Linked DNA regions of Drosophila melanogaster: region 2 is linked to region 1. A link is a contact called in public Hi-C data. All regions are on one chromosome and are shown on one strand. The core of a region is the stretch at or near the end of the contact, and the rest is flanking DNA. Distances in the headings are between cores, read along the strand shown.

Evidence for each region. A called contact is a pair of places that touch in the nucleus more often than the background predicts.
Region 2: a Hi-C map of the Kc167 cell line shows a contact between it and region 1, with 2.1 times the contacts expected there. The contact joins the promoter of Had1 here to the promoter of CG43673 in region 1. A contact is called at or near these places in 14 of 107 Hi-C or Micro-C datasets (the D17-c3 cell line, the Kc167 cell line, the ML-DmBG3-c2 cell line and 6 more).

The regions. Positions count from the first base shown.
Region 1 is chrX:15,776,644-15,780,840 of dm6, reverse strand. CG43673 reads right to left here and starts at 1,695. Exons shown (of 2, transcript NM_001272651.2): 1 at 1,650-1,695; 2 at 627-1,461. The coding sequence starts at 1,659. The coding sequence ends at 779. CG43672 reads right to left here. Exons shown (of 11, transcript NM_176739.3): 6 at 4,169-4,197; 7 at 3,772-4,113; 8 at 3,544-3,691; 9 at 3,286-3,483; 10 at 2,402-3,226; 11 at 2,067-2,324. The coding sequence ends at 2,138. Efhc1.1 (EF-hand domain containing 1.1) reads left to right here. Exons shown (of 4, transcript NM_132847.2): 4 at 1-443. The coding sequence ends at 342.
Region 2 is chrX:16,306,545-16,311,082 of dm6, reverse strand. It overlaps Had1 (beta Hydroxy acid dehydrogenase 1), which reads left to right and starts at 2,416. Exons shown (of 3, transcript NM_001298391.1): 1 at 2,416-2,845; 2 at 2,915-3,293; 3 at 3,536-4,171. The coding sequence starts at 2,808. The coding sequence ends at 4,066. It overlaps CG9915, which reads left to right. Exons shown (of 6, transcript NM_001272675.1): 4 at 1-228; 5 at 297-704; 6 at 776-1,266. The coding sequence ends at 898. CG3679 reads right to left here. Exons shown (of 3, transcript NM_001272674.1): 3 at 3,706-4,538. It also overlaps asRNA:CR45485.

The sequences.
Region 1 (4,197 bases), core at 446-2,945:
CTGATCGACAATATACTCTCGATTCTGAATCGCAACGAGTGCGACGACATCGAGGTGTGCGACCTAATGAACTTCATCGACGTATCATGCGGCAAGGGCTGCGACATGCTGCCCGTGAACCACGCCTTCGAGCTCTGCCCCAAGATCCCGTTCCTGAACAAGGGTCGTGTGGTGAACTTCACTTGCTTCCTGAGGGAACTTAATCTGCCCCTCAACTTGCCAGCCGGCGGCGAGAAGAACAACGATGCGATTGCAGAGGGTGGAAGGATAATGCCACCATCGGCCATGCCCGATACCGATGCCCACAAGGCGAATGAGGACGACGCACAGCACATGGCTTGATTGAGACACGTATCTTGCAGTGCACACACATATTTCGTTCCAAATTATTTGTTGTAATTCCTTCCATTATCTTGAATCGTCAAAAAAAAATATATATTTTGAAAAATCGATTTTCTTTACTAGGATTGGCAGATAGGATGCATAGCCTAATTGCTAATTTTTAATAACAATATTTTGCAATAGCAAAACTTAGTATATTTCGTACTTACATATATAGATAGTTTCTAATTTAGAATTAAAAAAAAAAAATGATTTTCATGATGCATTGTTTCGAATGTTGCTTTGGTTTATTTCACCAATGGTTTTATAATTGATTTATATATCTTTAACTGATATTTTGTGATCCAGGAACCAAGATCATTCAACAGTATTTACGATATCCACATATGCTACTATGGCAACCATTGTATATTGTATGTGCTATTGGAAAACACGTCTAATTCCGATTGACTGGGCAATTCAGTACCAACTCGCGATCTTGGCAGGATTTCGTCTCCCGATCGAACCACTGATTCCGTGGGCAATTATGGCGCTTGACCCGATTCTTATGGCACATATAGAAACGACGGCAATGTTTGGGATCTGTCAAATACTCGCCATCGTTTATTCCACGGCAATCGCGCTGGGATCTCAGCACATCAATTCTGTTAGTGAGTGGATGCGGAGTAACTTGGAAGATGGAATGGGCATCATCTGCATCCTCGGTATCGAGAATAAGTTTCGATTTTTTGGTGGTCACTGCGGGTGTCACTGTCGTCGTCGGTGGACAGGTGGTTGTTTGTGGTGGCGTCGTGGTGACCTCCCCATTGGCCTTTCCATTGGGCACCAAAGTGACGTTTGCTTTGACGTCTCCCAGCACAGAACCGCCGCGATCCCCGTTGAAACATTTGACTAGTCCGGGTAGATTGCAGGTCTGGATCTTTGGATCGTAATACAGGCCATTGGAGCACTCGCGCCGAACGGCATTACCACGCTGGCACACAAAGAAGCTGGAGCAACTGGCCGGATCCGCAAACGACAGGCCATTGAAGCGATCCGCACAAACGGTGCTGCCCAAAGCTTCAGTCAATGGCACCGCCGACGACACTAGGATCACCACAAATAGATGCTGTGCAATCCCTAAAGACGAAAGAATATACAACAATTTTAATATAGATTTAACAATAAGATCTTTAAGCTAATTGCACATGCATGTTGTTTGGACACACATGCAGACATTATGATCATATTGTATATATCTATTTTTGAAGTATCCCATATATCCTTTGCTATATAATCGATGTGGTATAATCCATTGTTCGACGTACAAACTTTCATGTTGGTAAACCGGCTTGGAGGTGCTGTTTCAATAACGAGACAAATTTAGTCCAGACTCGCTTTTATAGTCGGAGGCGCCTCCTTATCGCCATCGCCATCGGCAGACGGCGACGGTTACATGGGTAACGTTCACTTCTTGTGTGGAAAACACGGCTTGGACAAACAGTATACTTTTCGCGCGTGCTGCGGGAACTAGCGTGTATCGCCAATGAAACCATTAGGAAATTGGCAGGGAATATATTTAGATATATGTATATTGCTCGTAATGGTTTTATCAGCGTCTGCTATTTTGGATAATGCATCTCGAAATAGTTGCACTCGCCAGTTTCACATTTGATAACAGTTTTGAAAAGAGCAAATAGTTATGCGATGTCTTTTAGATATCCATGTTCCATGTTCTAACAACAATAATAATACTACTACTTCTTGAATAATTCTTTACTTAATTACTTTGCAACTTTCTGTTTACACAATTCGTTTAGTAAGGAAATGCATCCTTGTTGCTTTTCTGGCGATGAATGCTAAGGAACACAGAGTTTACCGACGGCTGAGACACGGAGAAGGAATAGAAATCCTGCTTGTTGCGATGCAGTGTATCGACGATCCTGGACATGGGGTACATGTGACTGGACAGCCAGAAGCAGACCCTGGGAAAACTAACATTCCTGCAGGGATAGAAAAGGAAAGAGAAAATTAGAATGGAAATGGAAATGGAAAGCTGTGCCTCAGAGAAATGCCTCACTTGATAATGGCATGTGGAAATACGTTTTCGATGACTCCGCACAGCTTTAAGTACTTCCATCTGTCCGCGCTGTCAGTGAAAGCCGCGGAGAACTCCTGATGCTTGTGCCGCAATAACGTCCCAGTGGTCCCTGCTCTATCCTCCTTTGCCTCCGTCGATTGCGAATCAAAGTCAATGGGACTGCCCAGCTCGGCCAGATGGATTCTCGTCTCCACCATGTAGTACGATGAGTAGTAGTTCTGTTGCATCTCCTCGCGCTCCCCAATCACCGCGATTCCTGGATAGCTCAGCGTAGCCATACGTAGAGCGGGCGTGGAGTACGCGGTGTCGCTGCAGGTATAGATAATGCTATGACCACGCCTGCGCAAATCGTGGATTATGTGCAGCATGCTGCGCTGCGACACGATATCCAAATGGGTGAAGGGATCGTCCAGCAGGATGAGCTCGGCATCGCTCATCAGGGCAATGCCGAGACTCAGTCTTTTCAGTACGCCCTGACTGCAGATGGACAGCGAGTTGAAGCGATATTTGTACAGCCCGAAGATTTTGCACAACTTTGTGGCCTCCGCCCTGAAGGAAATCTGTTTGGAGCGTCGAATACGCAGTATCAGATCCCATGTCTCCAGTATGGTCATCAATTGCATCGTTTGAAACTCCTGAGCACTGTAGCCCACCATATGGCAGGAATCCAAATCCTTCGACTTGAATGGAACCGTCTTGGAGCTGATTATCCGTCCCGAACTAGGTGTGTAAATGCCGAGAATCGTCTTCAGCAGCACACTTTTTCCAGTTCCATTGGCGCCGAAAACGCTCATGACTTGATAGCTAACATGATGGATATATATATGAATGTATATGGATATTTCGCATATGGTTATCATTACCGATTGACCATGAAGTCAATGTGCTTGATTGCCGCTTTTAGGCCAAAAAAGACGCTCAAATGCTCCACATGCAGGGCTTTTGATTCAATGTGGTTGCGTTCCAAAGTGCTCACACGCGATTTTTCATGGATCCAGGTGTTCTCCAGCTCGCTGGGCTCCATGATATGCAGAATGTTCTGATCGTATTTGCTATCCGGACTTTGGAAACACGTCGGTTATATACTGATTTTTGAAATGTGCTCCTGCACAGCAACTCACTCACTATCCCAAAAGTACTTCGGTTGTCGTGGCCTTCGCTTCACCATATGCGATTTGAGGAATATGAAAATCGAGATCCAAACCACGACGAGCAGAAGGTATACACAGCACAGGTATCGCAGGTGGTAGAACTCCTGTGCATCGTCATCTACGGCGGATAGTTAAAATAGTTAAGATTATAAAGAAACACTAGGTGGTCACTAGCTAAACACTTGATGGATGCCTCACCACAACAGTTGGGAATCGTGTTGCACTGATCCGCATAAACACTGGTCTCGTAAATTTGCCGATCGCTGCAGAGCCAGATCTTCTCCGAAATGCTGGCGATGCGCATTAGATTGTGCAGCAGGGCATAGAACGGATGGAAGTCCAGCAATAGGAAGTGGGCTGTGTTGGGATTCGTAAATGGCCGCAGTTCCTTCACTGCTATGTAAACCAAAATGCCCAGTGAGTAGGCGAGGAGTACCTTTAGATACACAAAGGGCATATCCGAGATCGGCATGATGGTTATCAAAATATTCAAGCTAAACACACACGCAGCAATGATGAACATGACATAGACGGAGTATACTGCAGATCATATTAGTAATAAGCATATGGTATATGTGTACGATGATCAACGTACTGTGTATATTCGAATCCATTAGCAAGTCC
Region 2 (4,538 bases), core at 1,167-3,666, 530 kb before region 1:
AAGAACGCTTCGGACGACGACCGTCAGCTGAACATGATAGGTCAGCCGGCCACAAAGAAGATTTCCATGCTGAAGCAAGTGATGTCACAGCTGATCAAGAAGCACTTGCAGCTGGCCTTCTTGGAGCACAATATACTCAATGTACTTACAGATTGGCTAGCGCCCCTGCCAAACAAAAGTCTGCCATGTCTTCAGATACGCGAGAGTATTCTTAAACTGTTATCAGATGTAAGTGGCATGCTTAGATTATTATATATTATATTATGGCTTCTAATGTGTGGATTCTCCATCTTTAGTTTCCTACCATTGAAAAGGGACTTTTGAAACAGTCGGGCATTGGCAAGGCTGTGATGTACTTGTACAAACACCCCCAGGAGACCAAGTCGAATCGCGATCGCGCTGGTCGCCTGATTTCCGAATGGGCTCGGCCGATATTCAACGTTAGCTGCAACTTCTCAGCGATGAGCAAGGAGGAGCGTCAGGAGCGCGATTTGGCGCAGATGTCACGTCATCGGCATAAGAGTCCGGATACAGAGCCTTCCTCCAGCAGCAAAGCACCTACCTTAAATCAGACCCTCTCCAACGAGGACAAGATGCTGCGTCCCGGAGATCCCGGTTGGGTGGCTCGCGCTCGTGTTCCCATGCCCTCCAACAAGGACTACGTCATCCGCCCAAAGTCAACCGTCGAGGGTGAAGTCTCCGCGGTAAGTAGTCCAGCATAAAGCCCTGGCTTTCGCCTCCACTTATTCATTGATTCCATTGAATCTCATTTCAGTCGACAAAACGCAAGCCAAACCGCTACGAGAAGCACATGAAACGTTTCCTGGACTCAAAGCGACTGAAGGAGAGCCGCAGGGCCGTTGAGATATCGATAGAGGGTCGAAAGATGGCACTATAAGCAGCATTCTAGCTAACTTTAAATTAAATAATAGAACGAAATTAAAAAAAAAAATGTATATTTTTGAATATAACTAAACGCGAGAAACGCTGGCCTTTTGAATTTTTCGGGTCCATTTGAGGCATTGAAAACGATAAGCTAGAATCCAAAGTCAAAAGGAAAGAGATGGGAGATCCATGCAGGCCGCCATCTTATCAGGAAGCTAAATTAGCTACTAAATTAGTTGTAAATATGCACATGTGTAATTGAATTAATACGAATTCACCGATTAGATATTACAGCTTTCAGTTGGGCTGCAAAGTAGACTTAATTTAATTATTAGCTGCACTTTGCATTATTACATTAAACAAATAAAATAGTTAAGCAACAAAATAGCAATACAAATTTCACTTTTAACACACTAATCAGATTCTCTTCGTCTTTCCATACTGGCTTAAACAAAAAACGAGCAATTAAACCATTAATTAAAGATGGAAACGTTAATCCTTCAAGAGGATTACTTTTGTATACTCTTTCAAAGGTTATTATATTTTTAGTCTGGTTGCTTTCATATTAAGTTAAAAACACGAAGAAACCTTATGATTTGTATATTCATTGCAAATGAGAAAAGCAAGATCATGTTTTCCATTCTAATCTTAAGACGTCGCGTTTAATTTATTATGTGGAAAAAACCAAAGATTGGAGAAACTAAAAGTTAAATTTGTACCATTCCAGGTATATCTCGCACAAGAAATGAAGTGATAAATATGTCAGTAGAGATTAAACAAACTAAACTAAACAAACCAAATAGATCTTTGCATTTACAACTCACAAACATTTTTTAAGAATATTCTATAGACTATGGTTGCAATTTTGAACAGGCAGAGCATTGAAAAAACGTATATTTAGAATAGTTTTACAACGAAACGCTCGAATCAGATTGATAATACTTGACGTAGTTATTGCCATTTGCTCTACAAACATACATATTTACAATATTTTATTGCCTTATATTTAAGACAGCGAAAGCTTAAAAAGCTTAGTAAACAATTCGCGGGGTTATTTTTGTGCCGGTAGCAAATACATATGTACATACATACATAAATGCACGGACAATCACAAAGATACCCGCCGTAGTAGCTAAACTAACATTATAAAATGGCATTATTAATAAAAGTCAAATTAAGGGCATCTTGGCACAGTTTTGTCGTGTGACACCCGCTAGGAAATTGGTAGCTCCTTGAGAACTTTTGATGGACTATCTCACACACACAACCAGCCCCCCTTCCACCCACGCGAGTGGAAAATACCGGTTGGAAAAGGTACAGGTACCCGTCCTGCGTACCTAGCCAAGGTAAAAGCTATCAAAATGAAGTGTACCAATGCTGGCTTTTATAAGTTTAATTAACTGAGTTGCTTGCAGGGTTTCTTTTAATTAATTATGATTATAAATCAATTTCTGGACAATCATTTACATTTTCCTTGGCTTGCTAGCTAGCATATAGTATTTAACAAAAAATACATAATTTCAACAACTTTAGGGCCTGCATTCAAAGCCTAAATGCACTAAATGCAAGGTACGCGGCAGCTCAATGATGTGTATACAGCGCTGTGGGCGTGGCAGCATCGTCCAATTGCCCAACGGGGCGGCATTGTTATCGCACGGCCCACTATCTCCTCCGAAATCTCCAGCGACACCCATCAAGCGCGTCCGCAAACACCCCACAAACACTTGGGCTCGGGTCTCGTTCTCGTTTTTGGGTTCACCTCTGGCGTGGTTATCGCCGAATATTAAACCGGTTGCGCTGCCGTCTAATTGCTCAAACGCATGTACGCTGTGCCAAGTGGCGGTCGACAGCAATAGCTCCTCCATAGCTCCTTCTTAAATCCAACTCCACCGAAGTAAATCGGCAAAAGTAAATAAACAAAGATGTCGGCAAAGAACGAGAAAGTTGGCATTGTGGGCAGGTGAGTTGGAGCAGGAAGCTGTTATTCGCTAGGATATCCAGGTGCTGACTGGCGGTGTTACCATTCCAGCGGTCTAATTGGTCGCTCCTGGTCCATGCTGTTCGCCTCGGTGGGCTACCAGGTGGTGCTGTACGACATCCTGCCCGAGCAGGTGTCCACCGCTCTGACTGCCACGCAGAAGGAGCTGCAGGATCTGGAGGCCAAGGGCCTGCTACGCGGCAAACTGACCGCCGCCCAGCAATTCGCCTGCATCTCCGGCACCAACGACCTCAAGGAGCTGGTCAAGGGCGCCATCTTCGTCCAGGAGTGCATCCCCGAGCGTCTCGATCTGAAAAAGGCGCTCTACAAGCAGTTGGACGCCGTCGTCGGACCCAACACCATCCTCTCCAGCTCCACCAGCACTTTTCTGCCCTCCCTCTTCAGCGCGGATCTGAAAAACAAGGCCAATGTGAGTTGAATTCTTGAGATTAGTGAGCCATAGTATATCTCCACCTTGAGCTGATTACTTGGTAAAAAGAATAGTTAATCGTAATACATACAAACAGCTTATTGTTTTAAGAAACATTCTTAGCTGCAATTGCTTTAATTTAAAGCTGCGCCGTCCTTGTGCCCAATTTGATTCGCATTTATTTGGATTTCGATGTGATCGCCGCAATGACTAAGCCCAATTACGCTTGATTTCGTGAACAGGTTTTGGTCTCGCATCCCGTCAACCCACCGTACTACGTGCCTCTGGTCGAGATCGTGCCTGCGCCGTGGACGAAACCGGAATGGGTGAAGAAGACCCGTGCCCTGATGGAGGAGATTGGCCAGAAACCAGTTACGCTGTCGCGGGAGATCGAGGGCTTCGCCCTCAACCGCATCCAGTATGCCATCCTGAACGAGACATGGCGTTTGGTCGAGGCCGGCATCCTGAATGTCAAGGACATCGATAGCGTGATGAGCAATGGACTGGGACCGCGCTACGCCTTCCTGGGTCCCCTGGAGACGGCCCATCTGAATGCCGAGGGCATGGCCAACTATTTCGAACGCTACTCGAACACCATCTATGCGGTTAGCGAGACAATGGGACCGACACCGAAAATGGAGGGCCCCGTCGCCGTCGAGGTGGCCAAGCAGCTGGGCGAGATGGTGCCGCTGGATCAGTTGGCCCAACGCCGCAACTACCGCGACAACTGCCTCACCCAGTTGAGCATTCTCAAGAACAAGCTCAACCAGTAAACTCATTATTATCTTGCTGCTGCGTTTTTTTTTTTTTGTTTTTTCTTCATTGTTGTGATATGCTAGCGCCACATACGTTAAATATACGGAAATTGCTTAACTGATAATCTCTTTTTATTGAATTATTCCTCGCTGGTCTTTCAAGACAGCTGCGAAAAGCGAAATTAATAGGGAGTGTGCTTTGCAAGCTACTAGTTCTAGGTATTACATCAATGGACAAATCCTTAAAACGTAGGATACTTGTGGTCAAACGGCTTCACCTGCCTCTTAAATGCTATTTTTATTCTCTTCTGATATGCTTGGCTTACTATTAAATCTCTTCTTTAATCAACTCCACTTCAGTGGAATTTCAAAAACATAGGGAAATGAGAAAGGGATTTCAAGCACTATGAGTTCGCAAGGTAACTTAGTGGGTTAGTGAGTAGTTAACAAAGATAAATTAACTAATTAGTTCGTTCAGTTCGAGTGGAAA